3 separate regions of the Zea mays genome follow, and regions 1 and 3 are each linked to region 2. The links are chromatin contacts, called in public Hi-C maps. All regions are on one chromosome and are shown on one strand. Each heading gives the region's core, a stretch centred on a gene start, on an enhancer-like site or on the middle of the called end of the contact. The rest is flanking DNA. Distances are from core to core; before and after follow the strand shown. Region 1 has its middle 14 kb from the start of LOC111591393. Region 2 holds the start of LOC100281931 (ATP-dependent Clp protease adaptor protein ClpS containing protein). Region 3 holds the start of LOC100272523 (GDT1-like protein 4).

Region 1 (4,175 bases), core at 792-3,291, 320 kb before region 2:
CAGTAATTGGGGTACACGATAAATCCACGCAACGTGCGCAACAGGCGCAATTGTGGCTCGCGGCAGACAGACATTGCCTACGGGGCATGCAAAAAAATACGCGGCTCAATGATGGCGATTCGACTCAACGGGAGCGATCCGATTAATGGAGAGCACGACATAGCAATCACAGGATGCAGCCAAGTTCGAACGACACAAATATTGCGTCGTGTTGCCAGGGCGCAGTCAATATTCAGCTAATGCCATAACTCAGCCGATTACTAACGCAGCCTGATCGGTGTGTCTGAGTACCCATTGTACAATTTAATCGCTCGACGTGAGTCCAAAAGCTCAAGACATCATAAATATTTAGAGCGATTTGAGTCTGTGCAGTATAGTCTACACACATATTTTAATAATTTTCTGCTAATTATTTACTACGAGAAATAATTATTAATGTAGAAAAAATGAACACCATAATTAATACACAAACATAACACATCATGTGTAAAAGGCATTTTTCCATATTTAAGCATGTATTTTTTTTACAAATTATTTGCGATAGGAAATAATTGCTTAGGGTAGATATTACTACATAGAAGCATGCATGCAACTTAAAACTGTATTAATTCAACAGAAATTTATTCCTATAAAATATAGGAAAAACTGTATAAAAGAAAAGTATTTTTCCTTTCATTCTTTGAGTACTAATCAGTCAAACACTTGCGATAAGAGAGGAATCAAGCCAGTAGGCGTCGTAACTGCCTAGCCCTATCCATCATGCACGATTGGCGGCATGCACGGTGGGGCCTTTTTTAATTATTCAACCAACCAGCTAAGGCAGCCATTTTCTTTATTTATTTCTTTGCTCCGTCGCACTACTTATTAATAGAGGGAGCCGAAAGAAGTGTCGACCAAATCTCTGCATGCTCGCTGAGTCAAGATCCAGTTTTTCTGGGTGGGAACGCGGATGAGACCGTTTTTTTTCTCAACCATCTGCGCCTGGGAAAACGGATGGGTGGCGCGACTGCTCCTCTCGACCGCGTCTCCACGCAAGGAAGAGGGGCGAGACTGGCAGACGGTCGCTGGTGCTGCCCGGCTCAGGTGCGACACCTGGCGTGACCTCTAGCGCGGTGAGGTGCTGTTTCGACGTGGGCGCGGGCCTGACTATTTAAGGGCGCGCCACTGGCAGCGACACAGCTCCGGCGTGGGTGAGACGTGGCTTCCGGCGCGAGCGCGACATGGGTTCCGACGCGGGCGGAGCTGCCAGCGTAGCACCGGCCTCCGGGGCACGGTGCGACTATGGCTCGGGCGTAGCTGCTGGCACACGGTGGTCGGCTTTTTTTGTTAATCGGAGTACGAGATTCTCTTCTTCGATCCTCAACGTGAACAATAGATTCACTCTACTAGAAATACATACCACTCGATTGCGTCGAGGAGAATCGAAGTCTGTCGCGTAGGACAGTTCGGCTAGGCCGAGAGACCTGCCGGCGTGACGGAGATTTGATGTAGATCTGATCCCGCAGCAACGTTGAGGTAGAGCGTGCTGATAACGTGTTGAGAACTACGTTACCACGGATCACCAGATCCGCTCCCTTACCTCCCGTCAGCAGATTAGGCGCGAGAAGATGTGGATGACCCGTATCCCTTCCCATAAGCACGACAGATAGCACACGAGACACATGATGTAGGGTTGGGCCTCTGGCCTCTTTCTCTTCTCTGTATTATGAGGGGGTGTACATGTTCCTTATATAGAGATGTGAGACCCCTCAGGGGCAAAGTCGGTATTTGCCCACATAACCCTAACTAGGGTTACTTAACAGTCACATCATAGATCCAATCAGAGGACGAAGAAACCATAGATCAAATCAGAAATCGAACCAGAGGACGAAGAAATCATAGATCAAATCAGAAAATGAATCATGGAGGAAGAACAAATCACAGATCAAGTCAGTACTGCCGCGCGCAGTAGTTCTGAGCTAGGACCAGTAGCACTGGCACCCAGGCCCACCGCATGCTGCAGGGAGCAGCATCGCCAAGGCCCATAATAAGCCCATGGAGAAAGAGAGGACGAGGAGCGTCAATAGGGCCCACACGCTTTAGAGCATGGGCCTAATTATGTGGTGGGGGAGACCAAAGGAGGACGTGGCGTGTGGTGGGACGAGAGGAGAGAAGGTGGATTTCTCAGCATGCACATGGAGAGTTTTAAGCCCATCGAGTATCAGCAATATTGTTGGCTGGCGTTAATATCTCATCGTAATACTGTCACTAAAAGCCTAGTACCTATTACTCTTGATTCCACCACTATCATTGTTGGTTAAAGGCACAAACTAGCTGGTAGTGTTATACTGTATGTTATGTCATCAGTAGTGTTGATTAATTTCAAAGTAAACTGACCGACCGGCAGTGATTGCTTATATATTCCGTTGCATGCAGTGTCGAGCAGAGTGTTTTTCAGTAATTAATAGAGAGCTTAACGAGAGTGGAGCTAGTGTCATTCTCTTTGGCGCCTCGAGCGAGTTGGTCACCAGCGCCCGTATACATCCACGCACGTCCAGCAACACGAGATATATAGTAGCTAGCTACTCCTGGCCGGTTGCCGCCGCCCGCCGGAGAGTAAACGTCCGTACGTACGTGTCCAGAACGACACACAAATGCGCGCGTGCTCTTTCTTGCTCCTCGTCTCGCCTTTCCGCTTTTCCAGACATGACATGCATGCATGCATGCTGCCGTGTGCCGTTGCGTCGTCGTCGTCCTCCCTCCCTCCCTCCGGCCTACGACGACTACTACGTACTACCCCTACCCCCGTTCGTACATGAATCGCTCGCTCGATCACTCGAGGGGGACCGCAACCTGGCGTCCCGTGCATGAGAGTACAACGCATAATATATGCGCATGTGTTCCGCGTGGCGGAAGGACGACATCGTATCGTAGCGATCGACAGAGGCCATGCATGCATGCATGCATGCATGATGACCGACCCGCCGTGTCATACGTCGTTGGTTGCCCGTCGTCTCGTCTCTGCTGCCTTGCCTACGACTGCTGCACTCACTCGCTCGCTCGCAGCGGCCGCCCTGTCACATTTGTACTCGTCACTGGACCGATTTCGCTGAGCGCGCGCGACGAAGACCGACGGTGACGCGACGCCGCCGGCCCGCGGCCAGCAGCACAGCAATACTGTAGCTTTACCTCGGAGACCCGGCCGGCGTGGTTGCAGACAAAAGGCGTGCGCGCTAGCTCTTGCACTTTTGGACCTTTTGGGACGCGCTCAAGTTCTAAGACTCCGGATCGATCGATGTGGTGGTGGTGGATGGAGTACGTGTACGGGTCCCCAGGGGCACGAGCATTATTGGTACTCCGCCACACACCTGGACTGGACACGACTGGGGGCTTGCTGTCGACACTGCATGCGATGCAAAGGCAGCATCGTTTTTGACAGACGGCGACGGACGCAGAAGCTAGCGCGTTCCGAAAACCCGATCCCGCGAGGCATGATGATGATGATACTGCAGATCGCTATGGTTATTGGACACACGCGTGGAGTGTTCTCTCTCAGCTAGCTACGTGGTGACAAATCCAGAAGAAGAAGAAGCAGAATCATAAGCGAAGCTAGTCGTGTGTACTTTCACAAAGTCCGTCGTCGTCGACCGAAACGTACGCGTGCAGTGGGCACGAATTAAAGAATCGATTCTTGGACCTGTCTGTCCCTCGATCGATCGATCCCATAATGCATGGTCGACGGCCAAATAACAGGCGCATCAGGCATCAGCACTCAACAGCTCGCCATCTGGCCACAAGCGTCCATTCATGTATGGCAACCAAGCTAAAGTGCGGCGCCGCGCGCGATCCCGGCGGGCGGCGTCCTGCCAGTCAATAACATGCATTTCTACGACACACCTGCGTCTGCCCGGGTGAGTGGGAGTGGAGACGGTATCTGCATTTAGAAGGAGTATATAGTAACGACTAACGAGCTCTAAACTTGTCTACATGTTTTATTTTTATTTTTATTTTTGCTTATGTGAGTATAGTAACGAGTATAGTAACGAGCTCTAAACTGTTTCCAAGTCACATTACATTGAAGACCAATGTCTATCCTTTTCTTCATCTCTTCTTCTTATGAATATATATGATGGATGTCCTCCGTTTTTTTCTCATTACTTGTGGCATTCCACATCCATGTACATATCCATCTGATC
Region 2 (4,065 bases), core at 907-3,406:
TAATGTAACTCTGGAAGTGAAGCTTAAAGCCTCTTTTACATAGTAAAATTTAAATGAGAAGGCCACCTGCTGACACACAACATTAAAACTACACAGCTAAGCGTAAGAACACTCTAAACTAAAAGCAACCATATACCTACCAATTGTGGCAATAGGTAGTTAGGTACTAGCTGTCCCAGAAATTTCCCCCTCCATAGCAAAACAGAATAAAAAAAATAGCATTGCAGTTGATTCTATGATGCGGCCCAGTTGACAACGGGAACATAAAAAAACAAGATTCTGGAAAAGCGAAGGAACTTGCACATGGCAATAAGAAAATAGATGTGCAGCCATCAAGTTCAGTTGGAAGTACTCCTGATCCTTCAGTGTCTATGGAATATTTCAGTTATTCTTTTTGTGCACGAATAAATTTTAAGTGTTCTTCCAGTAACAACAGTGAAACGAATGCAGAGTAGTTGACAACTTCTGTATCTGTTTGAAACCACTTAATGGTGTATTTGTGATTGATCAGCTGTTTCAAACTAAGACCGTAATTCAGAAAACACAAAACTCATATCCCCGCAGTTCTGGAGGTTACACTTACTAGGAATTGAAACAGAGGTGATAGTGTATAACACTTACTTCACATCAAATTCGGACTGACGACCAGGAGTAATTTTCTCTACTGGCCGATCAAGCACACCGCCACCTTTGCCTGGCGCAGCTGCTGACAGAGCCATAGGAATTGAAAGACTTGGACATCTTCTCTTGTAAATGAAAGATCTATCTCCTGCACAATATGAAGAAAATCGACACGAAAGGTTATACCAGCAAGTCTGCAAGAGTAATCATGGACCTATGACATGACAAACAGTATTTCCATGTAAATTTGAAGTCACCGTATAGTTAGCACAGTTCTAGATAGCACATTTGTGCCTCCAGGCTGAAAACAATATGAAAAAAAGTGGAGTAATAGCCTCATGATCATGCTGAACAGGACTATAAGGTTGAGGATTAGTTGGTGATAGAGCAAGATTTCCTAAGCATTTCAAGTCAGGGTATGATATGGTGGATTCAATCATCATCTTAGTCATTTGGGATTTTCAAGAACATCAAGAATAATCAGCAACTAGTAACGGCCAGCAAGGAATAATGCATCCGTGGAGAATGGCAGGCAGCTGCAACACATATATTACTTTAATAGTAGTATAAAGTGTGTCTTAAATTTCAGCTTTCGTTGCAGACTATTTATTTTCCTGTAAATGGACCAACTGGGCAATATCCCAATTGCTAGTGTACTACCGTTGCAGACGAGTAGTTGGAATCGGTTGTTAATATGTATTTATCTGGACTAAAAGAATGGGAAGAGCTGTAGTGCAAAACACAGTCCATGAATAAGGCATACTGAAGCAATAAAACAAGAAACTAACAGATAGCTGATTGAAAATGCCAATGAAGTGAACCACCTAACCTTCACCATGCACACTAGTTCTTGCAACTAACTAGAACAGACGCAACAATTTCACCACACATCAGGTCCTCGCCCTCTAGCCAACACAAGGCGGCCATTTCATAGCAGGAAACAGAAGGATTCTCTGTTCACAATCAGTTTGATTGGATGGCACCGCCTTGTCTAGCTACATACGATAATTTTGAGCGTATATGTAGATGCAGATTAATAACATCAAAATAGCTTATTTTGTATACACCTATGCAGATTGTGACTCTCACATACAAGCAACCAAACATAATCTCAAATAAAATCAACTCCAAGATGAGATGTGCGGTGGCAGTAACCGTAAAACCATTGCAAAAGCGGAAGAGTACTTGTCTGCTCTCATACTCCGTGGGATCCCCCACAATTCTACCTCCACAGAAACACCGTGGACAGCACGCATCCTACTTGCCCCATCGACCTTATCCACTGAAAGGTACTAAAGAGTACTAGTAACTACGTACTCACAAAATCGCATCCAAATTCCAACAAATTGGCAAACGGGAGCCAGAACCGGGAGCGAGGGAGACGAACAACCTGCCACGGCGTGGAGATTCGGGAGGCGGCTCGCCGCGGAGAGCGCAACACGGCTGGGCACCGAGGCCATCATGTCGCCAACCGCCGTCGCCTCGCCGCGCCTCGGTGATTCTGAATCTTGGGGCCGAGATTAGCTGCCGCGGTGGTGATGCTCCGTGGGCCGGTCGACGTGCGGTTTGTAGGGACCCTATTATTTGTGGCCCAGTAGTTTGGTAGGCGCTGCGGGATTGCGGGAGCGCCACCTGTTCCCAGTCCCGGCCTCTGGGCCACTGATCTCTACAGATTTTTTTCTCCGTTCCAACACTAAACTTGAGGAAGCCCTTGGTTCAATTACCATTGTGCCCTTCGGAATTGGTGGAGGCTGGAATAGACCGACAGCCCTAGCTTCCAATGGCCGAATGGGGTTTTCGTTTCATCGTCCTTTGGACTTTGGTTACTCCTTTATGTAGAAGGATTTTATTAAATCCAAATAATTTTCAAACTCATAAAGTTATTTGTTAAAATTTTATGGAAAACAACTCATTGAGATATGTTTTTAATGAAATTTAAATGTGAGACAATGTTTCATTGTAGTTTGTTGCACTCAATTAATTTGATTGCATTGGTTACTCTCAAATTCTAGTACTCCATTCGTTCTTAAGGGCAGTCACAACCTAAAAATTACCAAGTGATTTCTATAGCTGCCACCTCACTAAGAAATTACTTATATAAACTATAAGTTCCAACATTAATTTTTTGTTGTGCTACCGTAATAAATGTGGACGCGACGGTGCCACCAGTGAGCTGCGACCTATGAAAGAGTGTGGCGTGTGGGCTCCACAGATGGAAACGGGGTGCTCGTCCCCAATGCCAAAATAGTGGGTCTTCGTTGCGCGTGTAGACCTAATTTCTCATGCGGGAATATGTTTCCTCCTCTTTTTCATTAATTTCCTTGTCATGTCACCAAATTGTTTATGTGGCAGCTAAACTAATGATATAAAAACTAGATGACATGGAGGGTTGGGGCTGCTCTAATGTAATTACTTCTAGGATTTTTAGAATATATTATGTTAAATATAATCATTAAAGGACCTAGGCCATTTATGGATTGTCCAGTATGAGATTAACACTAGTACACAGAAGCTCTATAGTGGCGGTTCTAAACATATTTACACTGGCGTTTTTCAGTACCGCCAGTGCTAGGGGTCAGTGGAAATCAGCATTTCCACTGACGGTTATTTTGGAACCGCCAGTGAAAAGTGCATTTTCACTGGCGGTTTTCTTAAGGAACCGCCAGTGAAAAGTGCATTTCCACTGGCGGCTGAATAAAGAAAACCGCCAGTGAAAATGCATTTCCACTGGCGGTTTTATAAAGCAAACCGCCAGTGGAAATGCACTTTTCACTGGCGGTTTTCTTTATTCAGCCGCCAGTGGAAGTTTTCCCGCCTTTTTTCAAAATTTCAAACAATACTGAATTATATATATATTTATTTACACACACACAAACATATATATATATAGATCTATATTGATATTGAAAGCAACATGAAATTAAATTCTATCATACATTTATATACATCAAAGTATTCTGTTTACAACCATATATCCTTCATGCATTCTATACATCATAAGTTTTCACCTAAGCTCTAATAACTATCTCGGCTAAGAGATAATCTACTAATTTCTGTTAGTATTCTAAACTCTGGCAAAGCTAATGTTCCGGAAGCATCGTGATATTTTCCTTCTGCGGGAATGACCTCTTTCAATATGAATGTGCAGAGGTCCTCGACTATGCCATACAATGCAGCTTCGGTCAAGTTCTCCGGGTTTCCTCGTTGAAATTGCTGTAAAGGAATTTTATAAACATCATCTATTTATACTCAATAATAACACATTTGCATCTTTAATGACATAAATACATACTTAACTATTACTAATAATACCTTGTCAGGGTTCGTGATGTATCGTCCGTTCACTCTCATGAACTCGCACGCATAGAATCCACATAGGACCGATCCTTGTGGTTGCTTGTGGCACTACATAACGGGAGATTGGTTATTTAGTTGCAACATTGT
Region 3 (3,858 bases), core at 184-2,683, 270 kb after region 2:
TACCAGATTTGGTGCAACCCAACCTAGAGAAGCTGATAGAGCTGTCATCACCTAAAATTAGTAAATAAATCAATTAAACTATTTGTTAAAAAATGAACAGATAAAGAAAAAGGATACCATAGGTCAGCATGTAAAATCTCGAATATACTCACTATTAGTGCAGTCAAACAGCCTGCCAGGACCAGTTTCCTGGGATGGCGCATAGCCAATATCTAATAAAAAATAAATAGAGCATGAGTAATTCCAGAGCTCGAAACAAGGGTCATAAAAAAAAGAAGCGTGTAAATGCAGGCATTCGAAAATATTGAAAAGAAAGGGGGTATGTTTGTCTTGATAGGCCCAGACCCTGTCAAATCCCCCATCCTCCGAAGACGCAATTCTGGTGTACGCTGCTGAAACAATTCTGGTGGAAGAGGACCGCACCAAAATGGCAGGTTCGCGAATTTGGCAAGTGCATCAGCTACACGAAACTGCAGGCACAGTCTACGCCCACATGCGTGGAACCCACGCGCAACGATGAAATTGGGTGAAAATTTTGTGTCCGCAGCAAATCGAACGCACAATCAGTTTGGCCGGCGGAGGAGCGTAAAGAAATCCGAGCTCCCAATCTACAGCAGTACAGCTACCAGCTCGCTTGTCACTACTTAATAAGAAAATTAATAAAAAAAAGTCGTCTCAGCTCAGCAGCAGTAGAAACAGACAAGCGAATCGAGCCAAGAATTCGACAGCAAGGCGCTTCACCCGCTCGCTCTATCGGCGAATCTGCAGCTACCGCACGATCTCGTGACGGGATCGAGCCACCGCAAATTGTCCTCCGAACCGATTTACCTCCCACCCAACAGCCGAGCAAAGAGGCACGCCGCGGCGGCATACTGCCGAATATCTGGCGGGAGTGCACCCGGCCCGTCTACGCAACCACACGGGGCAACGGCGCACGCAAGCAGAGGCAGGCAAGGCAAGCAAAAGGACAGGAGCAAGAGCAGGCGACGTGAGGGGGATGGGGGAAGGAGGCCTACCGCGGCGGCGAAGAAGGTCTTGTCCCCGACCTCGGAGAGCACCGTCATGGCCAGCGACTTGGTGAAGCCCTGCACGCACGCACCTAGAACCATGAGCAAGAAGCCAAGCCACTTCCTCTGCTTAATTAACACACCTGAATGAAGAAGAAGGGGAGAGAGGAAGAGGAAAGGTGACCCCGAGCAGAGACGGCGCCATGGCGGAGGAGGGCGGCGGGGCGCCGCGATTCCGATCTCGGAGGGGGCGCGGGGTAGAGGTAGACTGGTAGAGCAGCCGAGGCGAAGAGCAGGGTCGGGTGAGAACGCGCGCGCGGGGCCGTCGGATCCGGGACGGGCGTCGGCGTCACGTGCGACGCCTTTTTTTTAAAGGCGCCGGCGCCAGGTGCGCTCACTGGGAAACGGGTCGGGAGTTGGTTGGGTCGGTATCGGGATCGGAGGTGACCGGAGCTCGTGTGGTGTGACCTGAGGCCGGCGGCGCCCGGTATCCTTGTGAGCCGTGCGCCGTCGATGCCGCATCCTGCGGCCTCGGGAAGCGGACGGGAATGGGCGAAGGCGAGAGCGTGGCCCGTGGCGCGGTGGCGGCGCATGGCAGACCATTTGCCATGTCCGTGTCGATTCGTTTTGGCCTTCTTGTCTCTTGTTTTTTTTTCTCATTGTTTAACTAACACATGCGAGTCGGCAACGTTGACACCGCAAAATTTCGTTCCGTTCTATTCCATCCCCGTATATGTGGTTGTGCGCGGAGCCTCCACTCCGCCGCGGGGAGGAAACGACCGCCCCGGCGGCGACTGCCGCGGCCGCGGCGCGGGGAGGAGGCGGCGGTGGTGGCCTCCAACGTCAGATCTAGTCGCAAAGCTTGTGGAATCAATTTATGGCGCGCGCACCGGCCGGTGGACGAAGCGGTCCCGGCTCGAGCGTGGGCCCATGGGAGAGAGGAAGGAGGCGCTCGCCGGGGGAGGTGTTTGTAACTAGGCTACATTCCTCTCATCCTATTAATTTGATGCGATAATTTACCATAAGTATCTCTCCATATAAGCTATAACTTTAACAAGTGTGTGGATTTCATGCTGTCAGGAACTAAAAATTGGGCAAAGGATGATGACAATATCTACGGTTGGTGTTCCAAATACAATAAAAATGCTAGCATCTCACAAGCTTCAGTCAACGCTGGCAGTCAGGTATGTTATTACGAATTTGAATATCACATACCATTAGCACTGGCGGTCAGTCACCATGCTATATTGCAGGCCTCTTATTTTTTTGCTTATGAAGATCCTCCGGTCACAAAACCTGAGCCCTATTTTAGCTTGTAATTTGTTAATACACTTAAGTATGATATCTGGTCACCACAATATAATTGGTTCAAGGCTTTGATTGCATAACTTCTGGTTGAGCAGCAACACATAATAAGGAACCGAGAAGCAGATGTAGCATTTCCCCCTGTAATATGTTGTTGACAAGTCTGTCGTGTTTGAAATCAGTCTGCATGCCCCAAATCAGAAGCTGCGGGAGACGATTGTTCCTAGCACCAAGTCTTACCCCTTGGGAGCACTAATGGATGATTGCAAGAGTTACTTCCTTGAAACTGGGTGCAGGGTATCCTTCGAGTACACTCTGCTAGGTATCAGATGATTCTATCTGTTTCAGGAGAAAATATTACTCAGCGACATTACTAACATGGCTAGAGTGGATTTCGTGGCCAGCTGGGATTAACGATGAAAAGGAGCATGCCGTAGAGCTAGCAGAACTACTTCGTATGTGTGGAGGTGGTTACCATGTGAACCTGATTCCCTATAACCCAATTGAAGGCTCCGAGTACAAGAGACCTTACAGAAAAGTGGTATGTGTGCTTTATGTCCTATAATAAACAAATATAAACTATTATTTCGTAACCAGTTACTTATCTTATTTACATTATTATACTACAAATTAGGTCCAAGCCTTTGTTGATGCTTTAGAAGCACGTAAGATAACAGTCAGCGTTCGACGGACCCGTGGGCTTGATGCTAACGCAGCCTGTGGGCAGCTGAGGAATGAGTTTCAGAAGAATCCACTACTTGAGATTGAACTGTCACCCTCCACAGAGCGGACCCTCATAACTGCTTAATTCAAACACCTATCAGGTTGATGCAGCATGCTCAAGCATACGAAATTGTCATTTAATTTATGGGGACATTAGGTGTTGTAAAGTGACAGCAAGTTATGCATAACGCTAGAGAATTTTGGAACGTTCTGTCTGTCGGTGTTTTGGGTCCGACCGTGCACCTGGGGTTGCCCCTCAAGGTGCTTTTTGGAGTAGGACGGTGTTACCGACTGTAGCTCGATGGTTCGTGCTGGATGCACGAGAGACAGTAGACAGTTTTGTACAGGTTCGGGCCGCTTTGAGATGCGTAACACCCTACGTCCTGGCGTGAGTACTTTATGTGGTGGATTACAAGGAGGCTCTCTAGTGTCGAGGATGTTAGAGAACCGGGTGGATGGCTAAGTAATGAGATGCTTTCGAGGGGGTGCCCCCTAGGCCTTATATACTCGACCGTGGGGCATTACATGTGGATATGATAACAATGTGTGCCTAAGTAATAGTGAACCGACTGAGCCTATAATTCCGCCGACCTATCCCTTATTGAGTTCCAATGTATGAGGGCACTGCACGGGAAGGTCGGATCACTGTTGCGATCATTGCTCAAATTCATCGGGCCGTCTGGGCTTGCGTCGATCCGGTCTTGTGTCAATCCGCTTCACTAGACGTTCCTCCCTAGGCCCACGAAGGGATGACCTTGCGAATTATTGGGCCCACGGGCCTTTCGTGAGGTCTTTTATCCTTCCGGTGGACCTGGGGGATATC

Evidence for each region. Hi-C and Micro-C count contacts between places; a contact is called where the count stands out from the background.
Region 1: a contact with region 2 is called in a Hi-C map of ear, with 5 times the contacts expected there. The contact joins the enhancer-like site here to the promoter of LOC100281931 in region 2. A contact is called at or near these places in 3 of 25 Hi-C or Micro-C datasets (ear, endosperm and tassel).
Region 3: a Hi-C map of tassel shows a contact between it and region 2, with 6 times the contacts expected there. The contact joins the promoter of LOC100272523 here to the promoter of LOC100281931 in region 2. A contact is called at or near these places in 2 of 25 Hi-C or Micro-C datasets (ear and tassel).

The regions. Positions count from the first base shown.
Region 1 is chr4:85,395,865-85,400,039 of Zm-B73-REFERENCE-NAM-5.0, forward strand. No RefSeq gene overlaps it. Among protein-coding and RNA genes, the nearest start is that of LOC111591393, 14 kb to the left of the region's middle. Within about 2 kb of position 2,042, at least 18 of the 20 cell types and tissues checked have an H3K27ac peak or open chromatin away from gene starts, as enhancers often do. A contact at or near this core is called in ear, endosperm and tassel, where this site is marked.
Region 2 is chr4:85,711,690-85,715,754 of Zm-B73-REFERENCE-NAM-5.0, forward strand. LOC100281931 (ATP-dependent Clp protease adaptor protein ClpS containing protein) reads right to left here and starts at 2,157. Exons shown (of 3, transcript NM_001154850.1): 1 at 2,012-2,157; 2 at 622-769. The coding sequence starts at 2,084.
Region 3 is chr4:85,977,997-85,981,854 of Zm-B73-REFERENCE-NAM-5.0, forward strand. LOC100272523 (GDT1-like protein 4) reads right to left here and starts at 1,434. Exons shown (of 12, transcript NM_001365868.1): 1 at 1,192-1,434; 2 at 1,017-1,085; 3 at 153-212; 4 at 4-51. The coding sequence starts at 1,212. It overlaps LOC103655381, which reads left to right and starts at 1,741. Exons shown (of 5, transcript XM_020552113.2): 1 at 1,741-1,849; 2 at 2,050-2,191; 3 at 2,495-2,634; 4 at 2,717-2,853; 5 at 2,947-3,246. The coding sequence starts at 1,741. The coding sequence ends at 3,120. LOC109946030 (a long non-coding RNA gene) reads right to left here and starts at 1,010. Exons shown (of 2, transcript XR_002269124.1): 1 at 742-1,010; 2 at 352-643.